Linked DNA regions of Sus scrofa: all the other regions are linked to region 1. The links are chromatin contacts, called in public HiChIP or PLAC-seq and promoter capture Hi-C maps. All regions are on one chromosome and are shown on one strand. Each heading gives the region's core, a stretch centred on a gene start, on an enhancer-like site or on the middle of the called end of the contact. The rest is flanking DNA. Distances are from core to core; before and after follow the strand shown. Region 1 holds the start of SOCS5 (suppressor of cytokine signaling 5). Region 2 holds the start of MCFD2 (multiple coagulation factor deficiency protein 2). Region 3 holds the start of RHOQ (rho-related GTP-binding protein RhoQ).

Evidence for each region. Promoter capture Hi-C pulls out the DNA fragments that hold promoters and counts their contacts. HiChIP or PLAC-seq counts read pairs in DNA pulled down with a chosen protein or histone mark.
Region 2: a contact with region 1 is called in a promoter capture Hi-C map of liver, with 2.0 times the contacts expected there. The contact joins the promoter of MCFD2 here to the promoter of SOCS5 in region 1. A contact is called at or near these places in 2 of 5 promoter capture datasets (fetal liver and liver), 1 of 47 Hi-C or Micro-C datasets (skeletal muscle) and 2 of 2 datasets of contacts at active chromatin or transcription factors (alveolar macrophages and skeletal muscle).
Region 3: a contact with region 1 is called in an H3K27ac HiChIP or PLAC-seq map of alveolar macrophages. The contact joins the promoter of RHOQ here to the promoter of SOCS5 in region 1. A contact is called at or near these places in 2 of 47 Hi-C or Micro-C datasets (liver and skeletal muscle) and 1 of 2 datasets of contacts at active chromatin or transcription factors (alveolar macrophages).

Annotation. Positions count from the first base shown.
Region 1 is chr3:93,852,170-93,856,371 of Sscrofa11.1, reverse strand. It overlaps SOCS5 (suppressor of cytokine signaling 5), which reads left to right and starts at 2,296. Exons shown (of 2, transcript NM_001162890.1): 1 at 2,296-2,459.
Region 2 is chr3:93,618,425-93,622,626 of Sscrofa11.1, reverse strand. MCFD2 (multiple coagulation factor deficiency protein 2) reads right to left here and starts at 1,706. Exons shown (of 4, transcript XM_021087556.1): 1 at 1,434-1,706. The coding sequence starts at 1,691.
Region 3 is chr3:94,010,458-94,014,659 of Sscrofa11.1, reverse strand. RHOQ (rho-related GTP-binding protein RhoQ) reads left to right here and starts at 2,000. Exons shown (of 5, transcript XM_005662574.3): 1 at 2,000-2,484; 2 at 3,046-3,104. The coding sequence starts at 2,343. It overlaps ATP6V1E2 (V-type proton ATPase subunit E 2), which reads right to left and starts at 2,408. Exons shown (of 5, transcript XR_002342728.1): 1 at 1,716-2,408; 2 at 749-822.

The sequences.
Region 1 (4,202 bases), core at 1,047-3,546:
GATTTGGGCTGGAGATGCTTTTGTGGGAGCCTGATTCGGGGGTCAGGGGATTCACCAGTTCATTTTAATATGCATTTTATGAGCACCTAATCCAAGCCAAGGCATTGCGGAGGTGCAAAGATGCTGGGGATCTCAGGTCCATCCCCTCTGACCTCAAAGTAGTTTATCTCTAGTCCGTCATCTCTGACAGAATAGCTAATCTCCTAGTCGGGGGCTCTGTATTGAGGCAGCTGTAACATAAAGATAGAGGAAAGTCCTAGCAGATGACAAGAAATAAAATCACTCCAGATGAAAGGATCAGGGTCATCTTTTCTTTGAGAATAAGAAGAAAGGCTGAGAAAGTGTTGAGCAGGTTGGGGAGGCAGGAGGGAGATTGAGGTGACGAGCTGTGCAGCGATTTGGGGAGGTTTTTTTACAGGTTTTCCTGTTTTTCTGGGGGAGAGATATTCATAGTGCTTATCACCCCCGAATTATTTATTTGCTACTTTCCTCATATACATTTTGTCTCACCCTATTCAGGAACCTTGTCAGTTTGCTTCACCACTACATCCTGAGCAACTCAAACAATCCTGGCATGTTGTAAAATGCTTAGTAAATACTGGGTAAATGAATAAACGGCCCAGGTGAGGCAGTGGCTGTAGAAATTGAGACAAAGGGTAAATATAATCGGCATGACAAAGTTTGAAAGGGTAGGGAAGTGTTGCAGCAGTGACAGTAGCCTAGAGGATCACTCAGGTTCTGGTTTGGCTAAGGGAATGGATGGTGATATTATCAAAGAAGATAAGGGACAGATGGGAAGGAGCAAGTTTGTGGACCTCTTAGGGTATTTGAGTTCCAGTTTGGGTACGTCCTGATTAGGTTCAAGAGGAGACTATGTATGCAGATTGGGACCTCATCTGCATACACTCAGCCATCAAAATGGCTAGACCACCCTGTGTGCAGTAGAATGACCATGTACCTTCTGAGAAGAGGACTAAGGATCAGATCCTGGGACTCTCTTCAAGAGCCAATAGAGAATAAATTTAGAAAGGTTAATTGAAGAGAAAGATCATCTAAAGGTTTATGTACGGTTTCAGGGAAACTGGAGTGAGGAGTGCCTTGGGGAGGAAAAAGATTCAATAAGGATGTAGTCCGTAGAATCTACTGCAAAAGAGATCATGTAAGAACCAAAAAGTGACTCTTGAACTCGATTATATGACGCCACTGGTTGCCTTAAGAGGTGCATTTTCAGTGGATTAGTAAGGAATATAATTTAGCCTATCCTGGAAGCATGAATTGAAATAAAGATGAGAGCTAGATGGTCAAGTTTTTTTTTTTTTGGTTTTTTTTTTTAATTTGGAGGCGTCGGAATACGATCACGGTAATGTCTTAACACAGAAGTGCCTGTTAAGTTTGTGAATGAAGAAGAGGTTTCTATAAGGCCAGATGGCCTGTCCTGGAGGCGTCACAATGCCTCAACTACGCTTTTATCCTTTCAGCCATTTCTAGGGCGGGGGCCCTTCCATATAAAGTACAGGCAAAAAATGGGAGACGAACCCCCTCCATCCTTATATGAGTCACGTTTTTGACAGCCGGGCGTGGGGATGGGAATGCTTGAATTAAACTAAGTGCCCAGGTTCCCGTGGATCTTTGCATTTACTAACGGGAAGGCTCATTCACATTTTCCGAGCCGGCACTCCCGTCCTCCATGCAACATTTTTCTTTTCCTTTTCCCTAACAGAGAGAAACCAGGGACAAAGCTTTCCTCCTTCTTCCACCTCAAGGCTGACCTTCCGCCCCCAAGCCCACTGATGGCCGTTCTCTGACCACGTGACCCTCTTCAGCCCCCGTGACTCGCCGCCGCTGACCCCTCCCCTCAGGCCGCAGACCGCCCCTCAAACCCACGTGACAGCCTCTCTCCCACCTGACTGGCTCCTCTCTTTCCCCGGGCCGGACCGGCCGCCGTCGCAGCTGCCCGACTCCAAAATGGCAGCCGCGCACAGCGCGCACCCGAGCGGCCGGACCTCCCTGACTCCCGGGCCGCCCCCCTCTCGCTCCCTGCCTCCCTACTTCGGCCTTCACCTACACGCCTTCGGATTGGCCACTAAGAATCCCGCCCCTCCAGAGCCCCGCCTGCTATTGGTCACGGTAGGCTGCCCTTCAGAGAGGCGTGCCCCCGCCGCCCCCCGCCCGGGGAGGTATTTTCCATTCTGGTGGGGGCGCGGGGAGGGGGGAGGGGAAAAGGGTGAAGAGGGGGAGGCGGCCGGGGAAAGGGGTGGGGGCCTGGCGGGGGCATCCGGCGGAGCTGGGGTCCCCGGACTCCGTCCGGAGGAAGCAAGACTGCGCTCGCACGGGCAGTCGGAGGGAGCGGGACGGGACGGCAGGCGGGCAGACTCGCCCTCTCGGTGACTGCGCCGTCCGGGCCCGTCCTGCCTGGCCGCAGGTGCCCCTGGATGAGGCCGCTCTGCGCGCCCCGACCGGTAAGTGTCTCCGTGGCCAGCCCGGCCGGTGTGCGCTTCCCGGACCCTCGCGCCTCCGTTAGCGGCCGCCTCTCCGGCCCCGGTGCCCGCGCCCGGCGCAGTCCGCCTCCGGCCGGCGCCTCCACCCCGGGTGGAGGCAGCGCCGGCCCTCTGGCAGGCAAGAGGACGACGGGCGGGGGACCGCAAACCCGGGCCGGGAGCCCGGTGCAGACCCTGCGGCGCATAGTGGGAGCTTGCACTTAGTAGGTTCTCGATGCATTTCGTGGAATTGTTTTTCTGGTTGGAGGAACATAGGTCGCTTAAGGGAAAGGGGGTTGCTCCGAGCTAGTCGGAGGGCGTTCGTGATACGGGTCGCGGTGAATCGAGGGGAGGTCACCGGAGACTGGGGCATTTGCGCGCGCCGCAGGCTAGGGGTTACCGGCCAAGTCATTTGGGGCTCTAAAGCTCCGATCCCGGGGTCCTCAAGGTCGACGAGAAGAGAGGTCCACCGGGAGGTGAGCCAGAGAACTGGGGAGCTTGGATGGGGAAAGTGACTGGAGCACCTCCGGAGTTTAACGGGAGGTGGGAAGGGATGCTCAGGCGGGCACTGAAAGACCCCTCTGCAACTCCTTGGGGCCCTAAGATTCTTTGGTGCTGGGATTTGGACGTTCAAGTAGCCAGAGGGAAGTGACTTGCTGGAGAGGGAGTTGCTTTTAAAGAAGGATGCTCAGAAACAGTTTTAAGTACACATCTTGGCTTGGTTCTGAACTTTGAAAGGCAGGGGGATTGGAGTCGAGATCACATTTTCTTTTGGTATTCCAACAAAAAGGTGGACCTTGGACGTTATCTTTTATTTTAAAATATATGTATGTGTTCGGTGGTGTTTTACCAGTTATTAGTTTTGCTGGAATTTCTCAAACTGCTCCTTGAAATTCTTGTAGCAGCTTCTCCATCTGAGAAGATCCTTTCTTCAGGTTTCTCCATCCATTGCAATGGCTTACTTCCTCCCAACGTAGCATTTTGGCTGGACTGTACTATTACACTTTGCTACTGACTTTTATTCTGCAAGATTAATAGGTAATTCGAATGCTTTCTCTCCTTGCTTTTCATTGTTTCTTTACAAGGTCATGCAAAATTGAACCACAAATTCTATAGTTTAACATATTTTAACTTTTAAGCGTTGAAGTGGGAAGATGTTGGTTAGTTAGCAGCTCTAGAAGGCAATGTGAAGATCAGGTTGAGTGTTCTAACAGTTGGGAATCTTAATGTCAGATGTTTAGTTTAATTTTAATATCCTGAACTTGCATAACACTCTTGAGAGTGGGTTAAGAACGTAAAAAATGCATACCTGGGTTAGGCAGTGGCAGTCTACAGAATCCACCTCTGTGGCAGCCGGTGGAGGTTCTTCATGTCACTGAGAAGAGGAAGCTGAGAATTGTACAGCTTGATCTTTAATCTTTTTAATATTTTCTTAATCATATATATGTTATCTTACTAATTCCTGACATTTACAAAATGAAAAATGAGGTGTGTTTTTAGGGACTACTTAAACATATAGAAGAAAATTTTGTAGATCGTATTTTCCCTTTGGTGTAAATTGTAATTGTCAGTCAGAGAAAACATTTCTGCAAAAAGGTGTTGATATTTGCAGTCGCCACCTCTTAGTTACTGAAGAAATGGGTAATTACATTTTTTTTTCTCCCTATTGTCCTTGAATTTTACTGTTCGTCCTTAGGGAGAATGTACTGGCACACAAAACAGTAG
Region 2 (4,202 bases), core at 457-2,956, 230 kb after region 1:
TACTTGTTCATTTGGAGACCCAGGGAGCTGCCATGCTTCACTTACACATTTAATCTTTTTTTGGGGGGGGGGCCTTTTTGCCTTTTCTAGGGCCACTCCCGCAGCATATGGAGGTTCCCATGCGACCCTACACCACAGCTCATGGCAGCGCCGGATCCTTAACCCACTGAGCCAGGCCAGGGATCAAACCCGCAACCTCATGGTTTCCAGTCGGATTCGTTAACCACTGAGCCATGACAGGAACTCCACTTATACATTTAATTAACACGCTTTACTAGAAGCCTGGTGCTGACAGGTTCTGAGGATAGGACTGTGACCCAGACTGGCTCCTGTCCCACAGATTTCAGCCTGGTGGGAAAAGAGAGAGTAAATAAGTCAGCTGTAGGATACCACAGAAGCCCCAATCCACACCTGGATTAATACATGAAAGAGGATTTCTTCAATTAAAGGACAACACCTCTGGCAGAGGGAATGACATAACAAGTCTTAGCCTTCTAGCCTAAGCCCAAAAGAATGTCCAATCTGAGAACCAAAAATGGTTCAATGTGGTTGAAAACACAGTATAGTGGAGATAGATGCGACAGACTAAAGCAAAAAGAGGAAAGGTCATGAGGGGTCTCATAAGCCCGTCCAAGAGCTTGAAAGAGCAATGGGAATTCACAGAAAGGCAGTAAGGGAAGAGTGAGTAGGTCTGGTGACTTTTTTGTGTTTTAAAACCATCACTCTGGCTTTCCAGTACATAACAAACTACAGAGGAAAAAGGAGATACAGGGAGCTAGTCAGGAAGCTACCAAGGAAGTCCAGGGGAGAGATGATGGTGGCCTGAACCAGCTAGAGCAGAGGGACTGGGTGTGACGAAGTGGGTGTATCCAGAGATTTGCGATGGATTCGATGTGGATGGGTAAAGGGTGCAGCGGACGAGAAGGACGCCCAGGTTTCCGGCTTGTGCAATCAGGTGGATGGCGGTGCCATACCAGACAAAAAATACAAGAGGGGAATACAAAGTTCCCCCGCCTCCCCCACTCCCCTGGCACAACGTGGCCAAGCTCGCCAGCCCAACAGGACCTGTTTATTTGTCTCCCCCGGAGGGAGACGGAGTACCAGGGGCAGACGGAGAGCAAAGACTCAGGCCCGCGCGCGCAGGTCACGGCAGATTGGCCGCGCCCATTAGGCTTATCGCCCCTGCGGCTTCTCCCCGGGAAGAGGCTCTTCTCCTAGTCAGCTATCTTCTCGAGGCGGCTCGGGTCCGAGACCCGCAGCCAGGCCGCTCCTGTCTCCCAACCTGAGCCCGAAGCCCCGGGATCCTTGAAGGACGCCGGGATCGCGCCTTGCTGAGGACCCCTGAGGCCCGCCCCACGGATCTCCTCCTCCAAGGTCGGGTCACAGGCCTCACAGGCCGCAGCCAGATCACGACTGTCCCGTGGTTCACTCACCCTCTCTGCCACCAGCTGCCAAACAGCTTTCCGCAAAAGCGAAGCACCCCGGCGTGAGCCTCGACAGCCCCGGTCCTCAGAACTCTTTTCCCTGGCCCTGGCCCCGCCCCACTCCCCGTCCGCTGTGCGCACGCGCGCCCCTTCTGCCCGCCCATTGGCGCCGTGAAGCCCCTCCCCTGCTCCGCTGGTGTAGTGCGGGCCGCTGGGGCGATTCCACGTGTAACGGACCGTGGCCCGGTAAAGGTCAGGCGGAGGCATTTCTTCTGCCCACCCTCCAGAGGGTGAGGATGGTGGGGACCTGCGTTGGGCTATCTGAACCCCCAGAGTCCTGACAGGTTGCTAGGCAATGCAGGAAGCCCCCCAGAGAGAAATGATGGCTAATGCGACGGGGTGGGCGCCAAAACTGGCTTTTGGTTCCACCTCCACATTTACAGGTCCCTGCATTCCTCTGACTGCAAGTTGGGAAGTATAATAGTATAAAGAAAAAATGTTGCCTGCCAGTCCTGTTCGCCGAGGATCAAGCCATGAGCCACTGTACTTGCCCACCCACCGTGTGCCCTGAGGGGAATTCAGAATGGAGAAAAACAGGAAACATTCTGTACTATAGATATACTGGCTTCAGTTAAGCTGTATCTCTAAGGAAAATTCTCAACTGACCCCATATTCTTGCATCTTCTCTTTCATAGAATGACACTAAAAGCATTAATTTGAGATGTCTGTTCTTTGCGATTAGCAGCAATCTTTTGATGCTTGACTAGATGTCTTTCCCCTCAAAAGAGTTCATATATATCCTAGCTTGTTCCTTACCTCTTGAGAGCAGATCCTCAGAGCCGAGAAGCTGTCTCCTCCACTATAGTCCCCAGTAAGTTCCCTTAATAAAACTTTTAACTCACAACTTCTATGTTGTACGTTTTTCTTTTAGTCAGCAGTAAGGAATTTTAATTCTTCTCATGATGAAACAGCCAAAAACACTGGAGCTGGCCTTGGATCCCTCGTTTCCAAGACTGGCCTACGTGCAGCCTCTGATTGCTCCATTCTGCAAGCTGCATCTTCTACAATACACATTCACTCGTATATGAGTCCCACCAAGATTTTATGGGCAGCCCAGTTCAAATACCACTTTACCTGTGCGGTTTGTGAAATCAGTCATCATTCAAGACAGGAAAAAGCACTCCCAAAAAACTGACCCACTAACAAAGGAAACAAACAGATAAGCCCCATATGATTCTGCCCTTATACCTTTTCTCCTATACAAGACTGTTCAGTGAATAGTTATTGATCAGATGGGTAAGTGAATGTAGGACTGTCATTTTTAAAATTCCTTCTCCCATTTGTGCCCATAAAGATACATAATCTTTTTTTTTTTTTTCTTTTTTTCAGTCTTTTTAGGGCCACACCTGAGGCATATGGAGTTCCCCAGGCTAGGGTCCAATGGGAGCTGAAGCCACTGGCCTACACCACAGCAATGCCAGATACGAGACACATCTTCAACCTATACCACACCTCATGCCTGATCCTTAACCCACTGAGCAAGGCAGGGATCGAACCCACGTCCTCATGGGTGCAAGTCAGGTTCGTTAACCGCTGAGCCACGACGGCAACTCCTACATAGTCATTTTCATGTGAGCCTGGATCCAGAAAGGGAGAGACAGAGAAAGAAAGTGATTAAGTAGATGATCCCAGAACACTCCCTGCAGTCTGCTTTAGGAGATCAGGGCCCTGCAAGTTGATCGGGATAACTGCTACTGATCATGACTCATTCCTTTTCCCACCTTCAACTGAGTTTGAAATCTGTCAACCCTACCCTAGAGAAAAATTCCAGGATCCCAAAGTCCCTGAAGAAACTCTTACTAATTCAAATACAAACAAGACATGGTCTCTTCTTTCAACAAGCTCAGTGATATCTCCACATGAGTGTCTAACTAGCATACATTTAACTTGGCCCCCCGATATATTAATTTTCACCTCCAAACATGTACCACCCTGTTTTGCCCATTTTAGTAAATGTCACTGCCATTCACTTTTTTCAAGCCAAATTCTAGTGGTTCCCCCCCAAAAAAACTTTATTGAGATATCATTGACATCAAGAAACAATCATCTACTACCTAGACTAGGTGAGACCTTCCCAACTGACCTCCCCGTCTCCATTCTTGCCCCATTCTAGTCCATGAGACAATACGTTTGTGTAAGCCCTCTCTAGGTTGTATGTTTTATAACTTGTAGCTGAACAGATTCCTAACAGGAAAATAATTTGGTCCCATAAGTAAGACATAAAACCAGACACTAAAATGTGGAATTGGTTAACTGAAGGGCAAGGTAGCCACAGGTTAAGGCTCTATTCTAAGTGGGAAAGTTGGTGACCAACTTGTTAAGCAAATTGAAAGTGTTGAGCTGCTGTCACTTGCTGGACCTTGGGGAAAACCCACATGCCCAAAGTTGTATGGCCCGAGGAAGCTCAGAAACAATATAGAACATTAGTGAGTGTTGGATGTTTTTTTTTTTTTTTTTTTGAAGTACCTTTCAGCAAAGTCCTTCAAGACAGTGGCGAATCCAGATTAGAGATAACTGATTTGAAAGCAGAGATTAAAGAAAATAAGACCTTGGTAAGAGAGCAACATCTTACCTGCAGCTTATGACCTAAATTGGCTGAGTCCCACAATTTGGAGTCTTTCTGGATTGAAATAAACAATTTTCTTTGAATACAAAGCCAAAGCCAACACCAATGGAGACAATGAAGAGGGAGCTTTATCAGGAGATAAGGTGGAGGCC
Region 3 (4,202 bases), core at 751-3,250, 160 kb before region 1:
CTCCAGCAACTGCTATTTCCCTGGCCCAAAGCTTTTACCAGGATCTCTCAGGACACATGCTGTAAGGCCCTAGCGTTCTCGAGGGTGAGCCCTGATTTCACCCTTATGGATGAGCTCACATTTCTTGATAAGAAAGCTGAGGCCCCAAGAAAAAAAGTGGCACGATCAAAGTCACACGGCTAACTAGTGTCAGAGCTGGAACCAAATGCCCTCTCCTGGCTGAGTGCACTCTAGTAGCTCCTACATCTCTCCTCATAGACCTTCCTTTCAGAATTCTAGCTCCAGCAAATGCTGCCTGAAGAAGTGATCCTGTGGCAAAGGGGTCAAGTTCTCTTTTCTTCCCCTCTAGAAGGAAGTGGCAGTGACTGGAGACTGGCCTTGAACCAAGATCCAACTTCAAGGCACTGAACTGCCTTCCTTAACTTGTCATTCCGCACACACAGAGTATCTTCCAGAGTCATTGCATAATCTAAAGCGTTTGGCAATATAAATACCCACACTCAGACACAAATGGAGGGGCCTGGTGAGACTTTCAGTGGGACCCCACGAGGAACTTTCAATAATCCAGGAAATCTTCCAGGACAGTGGAAATCGGATTTGGGGTTGAGAGTTGAGGCCTGGGAAGTGTGGCATGAGCACACAACTGAGCATTTCCCAAGGTGTGTTCCAAGTCCTTGAATGCTAGAATTCAAGGAGGAGGCTTTGCGATAACTAACCACTTCACCTCTGTGTGTCTCAATTCGCTTACCTACAATCTTAGGGAGATATAAGAGATGGTCCAGCTGACCTCGGCAGTGCCTCTCAGAATAGCATTTTCTGATCCTGCGAAGAGATGAAAGGAATCGATTGAACTCAAGTCAGCACTTGAAGGGAAGGGGGGGCGTGGTGTCAACGTGTGGGGTATCCTCTTTCCCCCACCCCTCTCCCCCAGGGCCTAAAGTTAGAAGGAGCATTGTTGGCCAGTGAATGGGACCTGGCCAGACGGGTGTTATAAAGCTTCTCCCAGGCAGGAGGATAGGAGATGTCGCTTGGATCATAAGCCACATCTTAGAGCTCTAGAGTGTATCACTCCTCAGGGACCACAACCTAATACCTTCGAGGGACACGGGGACCATAAAGGGGCCTCAGAGAATGTCGCCTGTAGGGGGAGCACAGGTACACCTGCCGCCTCCACAGTCTCGGAGTCTCCCTTTTCTGACGGATCAGGGGGAGGGGGGGAATGCATCTGTGGTTCAAGATGCTGTAACTCCCTTAGTCACCAGATTCATAGTAAATGATTCAAGCTCTGCTGCGAACAGCATAGGCTGGTGGTGGTGGGAGGGGGGAACCAAACAATAAACCAGAAGTCCCCACTTTCCAGCTCATGGACCACCACCCCTGCCCCATCACTCCGCGCGCCTTAAAAAAAAAAAAAAAAAAAAAAAAATTTTTTTTTTTTTAACTCTCTTGGCCTTTCTTCCTTCCCGATTTCTAGTTCTGTTGTGCACTTAGAGGCCGATAGGCTGGATCCTGCCTTCCGGGTGGAATTTAAATGTATATGTATAATTTTGCAGGACTGTTGCGTCATCGTAGCAGTCTTCGTGGTTCCCCAGGAGGCCTCCACGTCTTCTCCCAGCATCGGGGGCTTTGGACGCTTCTGAGAGCTGCCGGCACTTTCGCGAGGAGCCCTCGGCTCCTCCCGAGTGCTGGTCTCCAGCCCCCTCCCCCAGCCTCACCTTCCTCCCGCTCGCTCTTCCTCGGCTCCTCCTCCTCGCCCCCTCCCTGCAGCCCTCGCGGGGAGTCAAGCTAGGGTGAGCCCGCAGGGCCGAGCAGCGGCTGCAGGCTGGGCGTGGGGCGCCGGAGCCCGCGGGCGGGCGGGCGGGGGCGCCGGGCGGGTGGCCCGCGATCGGGGGAGGCGCCTGGGCCCGCCCTCCTCTCGGGCCGAGCCTGGAGGGGGCCTGGGCCGGCGCGGGGCGGGGAGAGCCTCCTGGCCCCTCCCCTCCGCTGCCCTCCCCAAAGTTGCCGTCTCCCCGGGGGCCGGCCAGTCTTATGATCCAGCGGATCCTCCTGGGGAGGCCGGGCCGGGGAGAGGGCGCGGGCGCCGAACAGCGGGGGCAGCGGGCAGGCGCAGCGACCGGGGCCCGGGCGGGGATCCGGGCAGCGACCGAGGCGGCGGCAGCGCCCCGGGCCCGCCGCCCCTTCCCCTCGGGCAGGGGGAGCCGCTGCATGGGGCCGGGGGGGCGGCCCTGCTGCGCGGAGCGGCGGCGGCGGCGGCGGCGGACCCCCCAGGCGGGCTGGGGCTGAGCCCGGGGCCGGGGCGGGGGCTCCGGGGGGACCATGCCCGGAGGCCGGCCGGCCGCAGCATGGCTCACGGGCCCGGCGCGCTGATGCTCAAGTGCGTGGTGGTCGGCGACGGGGCGGTGGGCAAGACTTGCCTACTCATGAGCTATGCCAACGACGCCTTCCCGGAGGAGTACGTGCCCACCGTCTTCGACCACTACGCAGGTAAGCCTCGGAAGTGCTGACTAAGGGGCCGCTCCCCGGGCCGGGAACTTTGGAGCAACTTTGGCTGAGCCCCCTAGCCGCCTCCCCTGCGCGCGCTCCCCGCCCCTCCCCCGCCGCGCCCTCCGCGGGGCGCCGGGCCCCACCCCCAGGCTTTCCCTCTGGCAGCCCCCCGCCTGCCCGATCCACCCCTCTTCTCACCCCCGACCTCTGTGCGGCGTCCCTACGCCCAGTACTTCCTAACCCCCTCTGTGCCCCGGGCCGACCTCGTTGACCTTCCTAGGGCCGCCTTCCTTACTTCCCAAAGCCCTGGGGGAGGAGGGTGAGGGAAACGTGGCTATGGGACTTGGGAAAAGAGATTGGGCAGCTGGGGCGCCACATCGCACCCCGGCCTCAGGCCACTTCCCGGTGAGCCGGGCACAGGGGAAAAGGGGTGGCATCCCCGGAGGCGCGCCCGCGTGCCTCCAGCTGGGTTGGGAGAGGAGGGTCCGGGTGGGGAACGAAACCGCCCCGAGCCTAGATAATTGTGAGCTTCTCTCCCCGCCCCCACTTCTGCCCTTGCAGTCAGCGTCACCGTAGGGGGCAAGCAGTACCTCCTGGGACTCTATGACACAGCCGGACAGGTGAGTGTCTGGGCTTCTGGCCGACACCCCCCTCCTTTTCCCCAATTCAAGACGGTTGCGAAGGGCCTTGGAAACTGTCTAGGAGCGAGGGTGTGTCTGCGAGGTTCCCTCTGGATCAAGTATCTCATTTTTTAAGTCAGCGAATTAGGAAAAGGAAAAAAAACAAAAAACAAAAAACCTTGGCAACATCGGGACCAGCCCACCCCACGTGAACCCCTGGGCTGAAAGTTTTTGCCTGTGTGTGCCTTCTGTCTGGTGCCTGGCGTGTGGGTCCCAACTCCTGTTGCAAAGTGGCAGTGGCCAATCCTGAAGCGCCCTTATTTTTAGTTGCCGATGACCAGGTCTCCCCTCACAGCCTTTGTCTGGTCCCTCATTGGTGAGTGGTCTGCCCGCCAGAGGAGCCTGATTGGTGGGAAATGGCATCATCTAATATGATGGGAAGGCATTTGGTCCTGGTTATGTTTATTACAACATCATTGCACTCTGGGACTCGAGTCCCTGAAAACGTAATTTGTGGTGTTACCAGAGGACCGCAGGGGAAAAAAAAAGAAAAGAAACAACCATCCAGCCACTCCCTGGGGCAGGGAGAGAAGGAAGGGTCAGGAGTTCAGTGTGAATCTTGGAGGAAGAGTTTTTTTTGTTGTTCCCTGGCAAGGCCAGGTGACTTTGTCTGGGTTTTCCTTGGGAGAGATTATTGTGCAGAAAGAAAATGCACCCTCCACACGTCAGCCTCGGACCATTATTTGCAAATTAGAGGTGGCTTCTAAAGGATTAAGATCTCCTCTCTGTCTCTGTCCCAGCGCCACCCTCCTCCTAGACCCATTTTTGCTGTGGGCCTAAGATGATGTGTGTGATGAAGTTTTGCAAAATCCAGCCCTGTGATTAGACCTGAAAATGCAGGCAGAAGTTTCCACGTGTCGTCCAGACTTGAGATCTTGAGGACATATGAGCTGCTGAGGGCCTTAGAGAGTGTCTTTAGGGGATGTCCATAGTAGAGTTTCCTTATCTGTAAGATGAAGTTTTAAAAATTCACACCATTCCCCTGGGCATATATGTTAGATGCTTAGCACTGAGTGTGGCACACACCAGGTAGGTCAA